Regions from separate parts of the Arachis hypogaea genome. Here region 1 is linked to region 2. Evidence: chromatin contacts called from public Hi-C data. All regions are on one chromosome and are shown on one strand. Each heading gives the region's core, a stretch centred on a gene start, on an enhancer-like site or on the middle of the called end of the contact. The rest is flanking DNA. Distances are from core to core; before and after follow the strand shown. Region 1 holds the start of LOC112784840 (jasmonate-induced oxygenase 1). Region 2 holds the start of LOC112785732.

Region 1 (6,308 bases), core at 3,418-5,917, 240 kb before region 2:
TCCTTCTCCTTTTCCTCCTCCTCATCTTCTTCTTCCAAATTCGCGCAGGTTCTTCTTCTTCCCTTCTTCATCTTCTCCTCATCTTTCTTTTCTTTTTCAATGTTGCGTCTTCTTCTTTTTTCTTTTTCGTTATCGTCATCCCCAATAACACCAATATTTTGTGAACATCTTTATTAGTTCTGATTTATCTGTTGTCATCATTAAATAATTTCAGTTCATTTCTTAATTTATTTCGATTCATTTGTGTGTTAATTGAGGTTCACTTGATGCTGCTGATAAGTATTGACCAAATTTTTTATTCCTTAAGTAATTTCGGTTTATTTCTTAGTTTAATTGATATTCATTTGGATCCAAAAATAAATTCGATGTGTTTTTGTTAATAATTGAGTCCTTTTTTGGCAAAAAAGAATGAAATTATTTATTATCACTTTATTCAATTGTATTAGATTTCATTCCATTCCATTCAATTTGTCTTGAAAGCCATTCCAACCATTGGGACAAATTATTCATCGACAATACACCTGGACTGCAAATGAACCGAAAATATTATTAAAGCGAAACCATTATATATTACTAAATGAACCTAATATTTGTCCATTATATAAATTTGAATTCAGAAACACATGCGTCTAGAGGAGGAGGAGGAGGAGTAGTAGAAGGAGAAGGAGAAGACAAAGAAGTTGCACTATTGAAACGCGCATGTGATACATGCTGGTGTGATGAAAGTGATTTTTGTTGAGTTTGCACCAACTTAGTTGGATTTTGATATAAAAATGTTTAGATATGTAATTTGGCTGCACATAAAATTGTAAGTGAGTTTGATATTAATCAATTTATTAATTAGATATATTTTTTTTCGGTGACTTAATTAGATTATATTAGAACATACATTTAATGAGTTTGATAAATATTTATAAAAATACTTACAAATTTATTTACTAAAAATATTCACAACAATAAAAAAAACCCTCAAATCTACTATAATTTTGTGAAGTAAATTCTAAATTTTACCATACCAGAGCCAACTCTGATTTCTCATGTATGATAATATACTCCTAGAAAAACCAAAGTTAAACAAAATAATACTGTATATGACATAACAATTTCTGATTATCTCTACTCTGCAGCTCAAATTTTCATTACAAAATTTACACAATTAATTAATAATGTTACATTATACAAAATGGCTTTAATTTAAAAACCCTATTATTAGTTTTTTTTTTTTTAATTTTTACGATATTTTTCAATTCAATAAGCGAATAATTAAATCAGTAATATTATCTAGGAGATTTTAGAGAGTCCACTTGGGATTTGCCACGTGGACCTCTGGTTCTAATGAAGAGCCTATATTCATCAAAGGTCATGGGAGGGTAGAGTGAAGGGGTGTCTGGGGTTACCAATTCCTTTGCTGGCTGAATGGGTATGTCACTTTTTGGGTTGTAGAAAAATGCCAATGATACTCTCTCTTTATCTGAATTTACTATTACTCTGTGCTCCACGCTCTTGTATTTTGCATTGCTTATAACCTAATCACAACAAAAAAATAAACTAGGTTAGTACTCTTTTGTCAATCTTATGTTCTTTTTTGGTAAATATTAAATAGATTTAAGTGCTTACTCACATCTGGAATAAAAGTGTGTAAAAAAATATTGCAAAAATAAAAGTGAATAACATGTGTTGTGGATTCCACTACTTAAAACTATTTAAATAAAATATAAAAAAATTAAGTATTTCAAAAATACCGATGTTTTAATATTTTTAGTTGTTGGTCTTAATTATATACAAATTTTATTGTTGAGATCAACAGGTAAAGTCACTATTAAAATATCATCATCAGTATCTTCAAATACTTGATTTTTGTTTTCTAAAATATGGTTATGTGTGTATTATACACTTTCTCTACATTCCATGTGAATATTGACTACTCACAACATATACAAATCTTGATTCCACAATTGCATACATATACATAGTTAAAAAAATTTGATCTACTTAGATATAATGAAAGTATAATCATTGATCTTCATCACACTAACAGTGGAGTTTAATTTCAGTCACAAATTCAGCAATTAAGAAAGTACGGCTGATCCAATTTGTTATTCAAAAATGTCATGCTAACCTTATCTAATAACTTTAGAAAAGTAAGTTAAAAAGATATCCTTAAAATATTTACGGTATTTTTTTTTAATAAAATTTGTATTCGATGCATGTGATGGAAAAAAAATTCATGGTCGAGTGGGAAAGAAGAAAAATTTCTCTAAAGTAGCCCATGTTCAATCATATAATGCGAAGTGGTGCAATTCCAACTAGGAATACACACGTTACAAAGTTTACATAACGAGCGAATGAAACTTATCCATTTAGCAAGCTTAAAGAAGACTGAAACATGAAAAAGTAAAAACAAACAAACAAACAAACAAGACCAAACATTATTGTACCATGATAAATTCTAGCCAAACATTCTTATATTTCTCATCTGTTATAATATTGCGCGTCTATGTCGTATCAATCGAAATAAGGATAGAATGATTCGTTTTAATTTTATACATTTATTCAAAATAATCTCAGATTCTAAATTTATTTTAGAACACGCGTTAAATATGTTTTAAAAATATAATATAATATTATTTTTCACCTGAATTTGATCTCCAATATTAACAATGAAGGCATGGCGAGCAGGCTTCACCGTGATCCATTCATCGCCTCTCCGAACCTGAAGGCCGGCAACTTGGTCGTCCGGCAGCAACATCGTCATCCCTCCGGGGTCCGAGTGCGACGACAGACCAAGCGTCAGCTCCGGCCGAGGGCACTTTGGGTAAAAATTAACCCTCAAACATGCCCCAATATCTTCACCCCCAAATGCATTCTGGAGAAAATCCTCTTCTAAACCTAAGTTTATAGACAAAGCCTTCAACAACCTCCCTCCTAGCTTCACCACCTCTCTCCCATATTCATCAAACACTTCCCTGCATATAATTATAAAATATAAAAACTAAGCAATTTTAACTTCACAACTCTAAATTCTCTAGCTATTTTCACATCATTTTTACATCACTTATGTATACAATAGTAACATATAGTACTAACTTTATTATATACTGTACCTGACTATATTTTATAATATTATATGGTTTGTCACTACATAAAACATGGATCATCGTCATCTATCATATCATTATATATGTATTATTCAAATTATACATATAATACATGCTGATGAGTGCTACTAGCTTAGTTAATTATACACGCAAACCACCCGTTTAAATAAGGCAGGAAAAGTTTGATGTGCCAATTAATTTTTATTTATTTTCTAAATAAATATACTTTAATTTATTAGCATTGTGGGCGCCGGAGGGACATCATCACTAGTAGTTAATTGGTAATAATAATTTCATTTTGGAGGAGAAGACACAAAAAAAATGAAGAGGGAGAAAAAATAGGTCTAATAAAAAGCAGTAATACTAGAAAGAAAAAAAAAAGTCTAGAGTCTAAATTTCTCTTATTTACTATTTATTTATTACAGAATATATTAAATAATAAAAACAAAAATAATAAATTTTGTCAGATTTTAACTAATATTATTTTACCATATGTATTATCGAATAACAAGTTACTAGGACTCCATTATTTTACTATTCTAATTAGGAGAAATTAAAGAGTAGAAGTAGAATAGAAATTATTAATAATAATTAATTACCTGCAAGAGAGAGGCAAAGAAGGCCATTTGTTATAATCTTTGAGTGACAAAGGAAGGTAGTGAAGGAAATAGTAATCACTCCAATCAAGAATAGCACCCTTTTCAACACCAAGCCTACTTCCATAACCTTCGTAAGTCTTTGGAGAGTTTGCATATTTTTGCTTCAATTCCATGGGAAGGTGAAAGAATTCACGCCAAGTTTCCCGAGCCTTGTCCATCAACTCTGGTCTAACCCCGTGGTTCACCACTTGGAAGAACCCCCAGTCATTGCAGGCCTCGGCGACTTTCTGGAGCACCAACCTCCTTGCGTCCGGGTCGGTTCCCAGAAAGTCTCCGAAGTCTATGACTGGGATATTTGCATCCGAAGTGGAAGTAAAAGTAGAAGCAGAAACCGGCCTATGGGTCGGGGGCTTGATATACCTGTCTGGGATTGAGTCTATGCATCTTTCCGACAAGGATTGAACTCTCACTATTGGTTCAGGCCAATCTGGTGAAGTGTTGGACATTGCTTATGCTGCTGCTATGTTTTCCTAGGTTGATACGCTTCAAGTGTTGCAAAGTATATCTATATGTATATCAATATATATAGTGAATACTATCAAACAAAATCGTTGAATTTTTTGTATTTTTTGGGGCTATCTATTTTGTACTATATATACTCTAATAATTAATTGAGCTTGAGTAATTTGTATAGGAAAAAGTCTACACTTTTATTGGCCATGGAATTTTGCACGTGAATGTTTTAGTATCGTATAGATTAAATTAAGTCAATAAATAATTAATATAGATTTGTTCAATAATCATTTCGCTCATTAGCTTAAATAAACGAAAATTCGAATAAACTACGAGAAGAAAACCCAAAATTAAAGAGAAGAAAATTCAAATTAACAAGAAGTTACTATAAAATAAACCAAACTTCATTCTTTAACCCAAAAAATTTAAGTCAACGAATTCCATATTTTCGATTTTTAATTTTTTGATGAAACAAGAAGTTTGGTGTATTTTATAGTTTTTCGTTGTCCAATTTTAGATTTTTTCTTATAATGCAACCACTTGAACCAATATTATTTTTGTTATACTCGAATTGATAGGATCGATTAAAATGGTACATGACTTAATCTTTTTAACTAGACCTTGAATTTAAATTATAAGTAAAAAAATTTCGGTTTACTCTTTTCCTTTTTTTTTAAACATCTATTAAATTTAGTTGAATTAATCAAATGTCTGATGGACTTTGATGTTAGACATTTCATTGAAGTGAAAGAAAAATCTTTTGTTATACTCTTCTTTAGTTTTATACATTTTAAATTAATGTATCTAAAAATAAAAACTACAATATAATGTTCTAGATAAATAAGCGTTGAACAATTTGATCCAACCATCCAAATGTCAATAAGATCATAATAATTCAAACAACATGGGCGAGTGTGTGCTGTGTCAAAAAGAGAGAAAGGGGAGGTGAGGGTGAGGGTGAGGGGGGGGGGGGGGGGGTGTGTGAGGATATGATAGAAAATAAAAGAAGGGAAGTAGGACCATTAAACATGTAAGTGTATGGTGGCATGGGAAATGAGATAGATGAATGAAAATAAAACGTGGGATTTGAGGGGTTTTAAAAGAAAAGGTGTGAACACTAAGCCAATTTGAAGAGATGGAGACACGCACGAGACAATTTGCATTTGGAGGGTCATTCAAGATGTGATGTCTTTGATGTTGATCGAAAACGAATGCATATGCTTTTTTATTTAGACTTTTTCTTTCTTTCTTTCTTTCAATAGTGTTTACTTCCCATAACTAAATTATTTAGCGTTGCAATAACTAACGGAAATGTTTGGTGACCAAAGAAAATTAGCTAAAAACAGCCATAACTTGTCTTATTTAGCATTTATTAATTATTATGACAATTAATGAATGCTAAATAAGACAAATTCTGACTGTTTTTTTTTGTCTTTCTAGTATTACTTTGCAACTAATTCGCTACCAAATTAGTTAAAAGTAACACCAGATTTTAATATATGTATCTAGAAATCATCAACTTCAATTTATGAAATACTTGATGAGCATAAATTTGATTACTTAGATTATGAATATAAAATCTAATTCTAATCCTATGTAATAATCAGGATGTCTAAATCCTAAAGTATAAATTGAACCTGAAATTGCAAAAACAGAGTTTTGCTAATGAGAATTATCTTTACTCCAATGAAGGAGGTATTCAATTCGCCCAAGTGAATCTTAGGAGGAGATCTTTAAGACTTTAGTTTTTGGTTTCTTAAAGTAGCAACATTTTATTGAGTTGCCGTATAAGAATGGATATATTTTTTGTAAATACTATTTAATTCTCTCTAAATTAGAGGATAAATTATTCTTTGTGAGTTGTGATATATTTTTTTATTATTAACTGAAATAAAATTAATTGACTTATCATGATTAATTTTAACTTTAATCTAACATAAATTTTGTTAATTTAATTAGTGTATATTTTCGTACACTGTACTGGATAATACATAAAATCAGAAACGGACATACCCAGGGGCGAGTGGAGGCCTCTGACCCTAGCTTTTTTTAAAAAAAAGTTAATAGTAATAAGTTATTAAGTATGATTTAATTTTTA
Region 2 (6,639 bases), core at 1,806-4,305:
AAACGCCCATTTTGGCACCCAGTAGCGTTTAACTCCAACTTGTGGCATATGCACGTGAAAGCTTGAAAGCTCAGCCCAAACACTCACCAAGAGGGTCCCGGAAGTGGATTTCTGCACTATCTGCACTTAGTTACTCATTTTCTGTAAACCTAAGTTACTAGTTTAGTATAAAAACTACTTTTAGAGATTCATAAGGAACTTATGACATTTTTACATTTCATATTGTATCTTCTATGGCATGATTCTCTAAACCCCATAGGTGGGGGTGAGGAGCTCTGCTGTGTTTCAATGGATTAATGCAATCACTACTGTTTTCTATTCAATCACGCTTGATTCTATTCTAAGATACTCACTCGTACTTCAATATAGAGAATCTGATGATCCATGACACTCATCATTATTCTCAATTCTATGAACGCGTGCCTGACAACCACTCCCGTTCTATCTGAGCTCAACGTAGTCATTGGACGACAGCTTGAGTGCGTATCTCTTGGGTCTCTGATCCATGGGCCGAGTCAGTGAGATCAGAACCTTCGTGGTAGAGGCTAGAACCAATTGGCAGCATTCCTGGGATCCAGAAAGTCTAAACCTTGTCTGTGGTATTCCGAGTAGGATCTGAGAAGGGATGACTGTAACGAGCTTCAAATTCACGAATGTTGGGTGCAGTGACAGTGTGCAAAAGGATAGAGAGATCCTATTACGACGCTAGTGAGAACCGACAGATGATTAGCTGTACGGTAGCTGTACCTGATATTTTTCATCCAAGAGGATCATAAAGCTTGCCATTGAAGGAAGCCATGCGCGTTTAGAGAAGAAGACAGTAGGAAAGCAGAGATTCAGATGACAGAGCATCTCCAGAACCTCAACATATTCCTCATTACTGAATCACAAGTACCATTTATTTTATGTTATTTACTTTTCATAAATAAAATCATTTTTTATCATTAATCTCCTGACTAAGACTTACAAGATAACCATAGCTTGCTTCAAGCTGACAATTTCCGTGGGATCGACCCTTACTCACGTAAGGTATTACTTGGATGACACAGTGCACTTGCTGGTTAGTTATGCGAAGTTGTAAAAAGTGTAATCACAATTTCATGCATCACTCACCAATCATACAAGATACCAAGCAAGGACCGGGATCACTATACTTTTCAAGAAAATCATCCATCACAGAAGAAATAGAATTGCCTAATAGATTCATCCCTAGTCCACCAATCTCCTCTTTATGAGTGCACACATCCTTAAGGAATTTAGCATATTTCGGAACTTGATGTATAGCATCAAAGAGTGGAATAGTAACCTCCACATTCTTGACGATTTGCACTATGTTGGGATCAAGCTCCTCATGCTTCTTGGCCTTCTTTGCTAACGTAGGGAAAGGTGTAAGGACTTGTTCCTCTAAGTTATTCTGCCGCTTCGGTTCCTTGGCCCTCAATTGCTCTTCTTCTTCCTTTGCAACTTTTTTCTCCTTGTCATCTTCATTTATCTCCATTGTTTCACCAACTTCCACATTAGGAACATCCGCTGCCAACTTGATGGGCTTGGGTTCAACTTCCTCAAGCATTGTACCACTCCTCAAGGTGATTGCATTGATGCTACCCTTTGGGTTTGGGAGAGGTTGAGAAGGAAGGTTAGATGAGCTAGAGGCTTGGTTAGTGTTGGTATTGGTGGTAGGAGGTAGGGTCAACCTTGAGAGAATCTTGGCTATGGAGGACATTTGAGCACTCATAGTGCTAACTTGTGTATTGAGAGTCCTATTTTTCTCTTCATTTTTCTCTATCATAGCCCTAAGTCTCTCTTGTTCTTGGTAGAGTACACGGTGAGAGTCATCACCTTGATTTGCGGGAGAAGAAGAGGGTTGATTGGTTTGTTGTCTTTGGTGAGGCGTTTGGTATCTATGGTTATTGTTGTGATTTTGTTGTGAGTGTTGGTATGGTTGGTTATGTTGATTTTGGTTGGTATTGTTGTGATATTGAGAAGAAGGTTGGTTGTTGTTGTAGTAATGAGAAGATGAGTTTCCTTGGTTCCATCTTTGATTGTGGTTGCTTCCTTGGGCATTGTCCCTCCACCCTTGATTAAAACTATTACCGTGGGAGTAATTGCTTTGACCTTGAGATTGATAGGGTGGAAGGTTGTTGTAGTTCACGTTGGCTACCGCGAGAGTGTAACCCTCTTGGACTTGATGGCATTGGTCGGTGTAATGTGCGGTACTAGAGCATAAACCACATACTCTAGGAGGTCCTTTAAGTTGGAGGATTTGAGGTGGGGCTTGGATGGCTTGGATTGATTGAAATGCCTTTTGTTCTTTGCGAATCTCCGTGAGGAGAGTGGTCATGTCTCCAAGCACTTTAGTCAAAGCTGATTCGGAAGGAGGTGCTTCCACCATACTCTTGGGAGGGTTGTTCCTTACCCTCACATGTTGGGTATCCTTGGCGACATCATTGATCAAACTCCATGCTTCCGCCGCCATCTTGTTCTTAGAAAGGGAACCACCACTAGAGACAGAGAACAATCTTTTATCCGCTGCACAAAGACCTCCAGTAAAATAGCTAATGAGCAAGTGAGTGTCTAACCCATGATGTGGACAAGATTCTAACAATCTCTTAAGTTGAGTCCAATATTCATAGAGTGTCTCTTGGTCTATTTGCATTATACTAGAAATTTCCTTCTGGATGTAGTCAGTTTTCTCCGGGGGAAAGAACTTGTCTAAGAACTCTCTTTTCAATAGGTCCCATTCAGTCACCACTTCTTCCGGTTGGAAGTAGAACCACTCTTTTGCCGACCCCTCAAGAGAGAAGGGGAAAGCAAAAACCATGATAGCAATCTCATCGGCACCATGCCTTCGAGCTGTAGAACAAGCAACTTGAAAGTCTCTCAAGTGCCTAATGGGGTCTTGGCCCGGTAGTCCATGGTACTTAGGAAGCAAGTTAATCAGACTATTCTTCAACTCAAAATTCGGATCAAGATTTGGATACCTAGCTTGCAACGGTTGAAGAATGAGATCTGGTGCTCCTTGTTCGTGCAAGGTAATCCTACGTGGCTTCGCCATGTGGTTTTCACCTGTAGTATGCAAAGATGTATCAGTAGTGCCAACAGAGGAACAGGAAGTTGTGGACTCTAAGTCACTCTCGGTTCCGTCTAGTGTTTCAGAAGGTTCCTCAAGAGAGGCTGAAGCACTAGCTGTGTAATCCAACCGCCGCCTAGCTTGCCGAGTATGTAACAAGGTTCTTTAAATTTCAGGATCAAACTCAGCTAAGCTAAAATTCGGTTGAGACCGAGTCATTCAACTCAGAAGTCATAGCTCATGCATTAAAGGAAAATCTAAACTAAAAACAAACTATTGAAAGCAAGTAAACTATCTGCAATATTCACATATTCACATAACTAATATCAAAGCACACGTTTCAACCATTCCCCGAAAACGGCGCCAAAAATTTGATGCCAAAAGATTACGGTCGGTCTAGAATTTTCATCAATAGAAAACTAATGTCATTGTCATAGTATAGTCCTAAACCAACATATAATCCTATCGATCAAATTTTGATTTGGTTGTCACAAAGTCAACCCCAATATAAATTAATCGAGAGTATTGGTCTCGAGTCGTTCTCAAGAGAATGGGCAAACATGTGCATCAATATTAGTTAGAATTTCGGGGTTGGAAGTCATAAACAAGAATTTAAACTACTAAACTTAACATGCAATGAATCTTAAAGTGCAAGAAACTAAATCAAAGCAAGGTATAAATAATTTCAATCTAGCAAGAGAACATGTATAGCTATTTCTATTCTAAGACTAAGTAAACAACTAAACTAACTATAACGAGAATCAAGCAATTGGGATTTTTGGGTTTCAAATATGAATAATAAAAGGGACTCTTAGCTAGGCATGGGAATTGGGGTCACCATCCTTGTCTAATAACCATATATTGATAATTATGAGAAACCAAGCTCATTAAGTTTACTTCTATGCTTGAAGTACGTACAATGTCTACTTCAACGCTTGAAGTACGTCAAATGGCTTGATCAATCTCAACTCATAAGTCCCAATCCAACTACTAATTGGCTTAGTAATAGATTGGTGTCAATGGGTATCAATTTGACCACTAGGGTTCTCAAATCACCAAATCAATTAAACCCAATGACTCAAGTTCACCCAATTCCCTTAGCCTAGGCCAAGAGTATAGAAAATTACTCTATAATCAAAGGAAACATTTCATCAAACACATGGTGTGCATTAACAAAAGACATATTCAAATTGTAAATTAATTGAAAATCATAAATACCCACTAACAATTATCAATAGAAAACAACTCAAATAACACTATCAATCATAGAAAACATTAATGCACTAATAGAAATCCAAGATCCACAAAGTTCATAAATTGAGAAGAAAAGGGAAATAATAAGAGAACACAATTTCAACACAGGATCTAAACAAAACTATAACTAGAGAACTCAAATTGAGTAATTGAAACTAAAATTAACAAGACCCAATTCAGAATTTCAACAAAGAGAAGATCAAAACAAACTAAATCTAGAGAGAAGTAAGAATTTTTCTCTCTAGAAAACAAGAACAAAAAAACTAGCTAAAATTATGTGTCTTGTGTGAATGATTGGATCCCCCCCCCCTTTCCTCCATCAATTCCTGGGTCTTTTCCATGCAGAATCAAGTTGGATTTGGGCTTGGAGCCTCTTAGAAATCGCCAGCCACGATTTCATTAATGATGTCACGTGCTGGGCGTCACGCGTGCGCGTCATCTGAGTTCTGCGAGCCATGCATACGCGTCGAGCATGCGTGCGCGTTGGTCACTGCTGCGCCAATCCACGCGTGCACGTCATCTATGCTTGCGCGTCGCCTCCAGTTCTCCAAATCTTCATTCTTCATGTCCCTTCCACTTGTGCATGCTTCCTTTTCCATCTTCTAGACCATTCTTGCCCTATAGATCCTGAATCCACTTAACAAACACATCACGGCATCGAATGGTAATAGAAGAGGATTAAAATATAGCATTTTTAGGGTTAAAGAAGCATGTTTTAAACCATGAAGCAAAATTAGGAAGGAAACACAAAACCATGTAATTTATATGAATAAATGCGGAAAATATTGATAAAACCCCCCAAATTCTACACAAGATAAACTACAAAATTGGAGTTTATCAATATCTTAGATTGAATTTTGATGATTAACAAATAAAAATATAATTTAAACGTTTTATTACTTTTATTTAATATTTGTTCAAGTGTTTACATGTACTGAGGAATATTTTTCTTAAGTAAGGAAAACTAGGTGAAATTGAACCTTAAATAAAGAATATACATTGACTTTATAGACTATAAGTAAGTATGAAGTACTTTGTTAATCTCAAAAACAAATTTTCTAAACCTTAGAAATGGATCAAAGTTACGTTCCTAATTCAAATGTTATAAAGGACAAAATACTAACTTTGGAGATATAAATCTCATGTAAAAATATTGTGTTCCACAAATCAAACCATTTGAAAAATTGTTCTTTTATACTCTGTATGAAGCTTACCAAATATGAAACAAATATTTTTAACTTAAAAGCAAGTGTCTTGTATACCCATATCAAGGAACAAAGTAACAATGAAAGAAGGAAGAATTTTCAATAAATCTTTAGTGTTCTCATCATGACAAGAAATACAAGAATTTGAAGACCAAGAAGAACTATAATCAAGGTATTTTTAGTTCATATCTAAGTCTAGATTACATTCTTGTAAAATTGATATAGTTCATATAAAATAGCTAATATCTTTGAACTAGATCTTAAAAGTAGGAAGACAATTTTTGAATTTGGTTTTACAAACATTATTGCAAACTTATATAGTAATGATCTTTATTTTTGAACAGTCTTACGAAAATAATATATAAAATTCTTATGTTGGTGTTTAATCTAGTATGAATCAATCTTAGTATTATAAATGCTTTGAGGAAAGAATAGCTAAGATTTTTAAGTTGGTTGGTGATTCAATCTAAGTCAAGGTTTAATCGAAAAAGACTTACAGAAAGAATATCTAAAATCCTTAAGTTAGTGTGCAATCCCAATTTAAGTCTTGTAGTCCTAAAAAGATTTGAGAAAAGAATATCTTTTTGTGTACTCAGTTAAATAGTGAAACTCTAAAAAATTTTTGAAGTTGGATATAAGCATGTTATCCGAACCGGTATACTTTTGGTGTTCATCTTCAAAACCTTATCTTTACTTCATATTTAAGTTTTATCTTGTATTTTATTCAAAAGTTGTTTCAAAACAAGGTTTTGAATTGTTCCTAGAGTAAACTACTATTTCTACCCATAAAAGTTGAAAACGCTGACATATCTATCCATAGAAGATAAAATTACCATTTGTACTCATAAAAATTTGATTTCGCAAGCAAAATTACCCAAACCCTAAATAATTACATAAAATTCCCAAATTACCCCCTTCTCTTCTCTCACGCACACACCCACCCTCACTCACTATCTGCAGCACCTAAACCACCACTACCGTAGCATCATCTCCCTTCCTACTCTCTCTTTCTCTCTCGCTCTCTCTCACTCACTCACTTTTCCTCTCTCACCTCTTAAACATCAACATAGCCCAGCCACTATCCTCTTCAAAATCACAAAAAAGAACAAA

The links. Hi-C and Micro-C count contacts between places; a contact is called where the count stands out from the background.
Region 1: a contact with region 2 is called in a Hi-C map of leaf, with 1.9 times the contacts expected there. The contact joins the promoter of LOC112784840 here to the promoter of LOC112785732 in region 2. A contact is called at or near these places in 4 of 8 Hi-C or Micro-C datasets (leaf and an unstated tissue).

The regions. Positions count from the first base shown.
Region 1 is chr20:32,270,701-32,277,008 of arahy.Tifrunner.gnm2.J5K5, reverse strand. It overlaps LOC112784840 (jasmonate-induced oxygenase 1), which reads right to left and starts at 4,667. Exons shown (of 3, transcript XM_025828171.3): 1 at 3,698-4,667; 2 at 2,636-2,966; 3 at 1,093-1,526. The coding sequence starts at 4,203. The coding sequence ends at 1,278.
Region 2 is chr20:32,030,596-32,037,234 of arahy.Tifrunner.gnm2.J5K5, reverse strand. LOC112785732 reads right to left here and starts at 3,055. Exons shown (of 1, transcript XM_025829169.1): 1 at 1,106-3,055. The coding sequence starts at 3,055. The coding sequence ends at 1,106.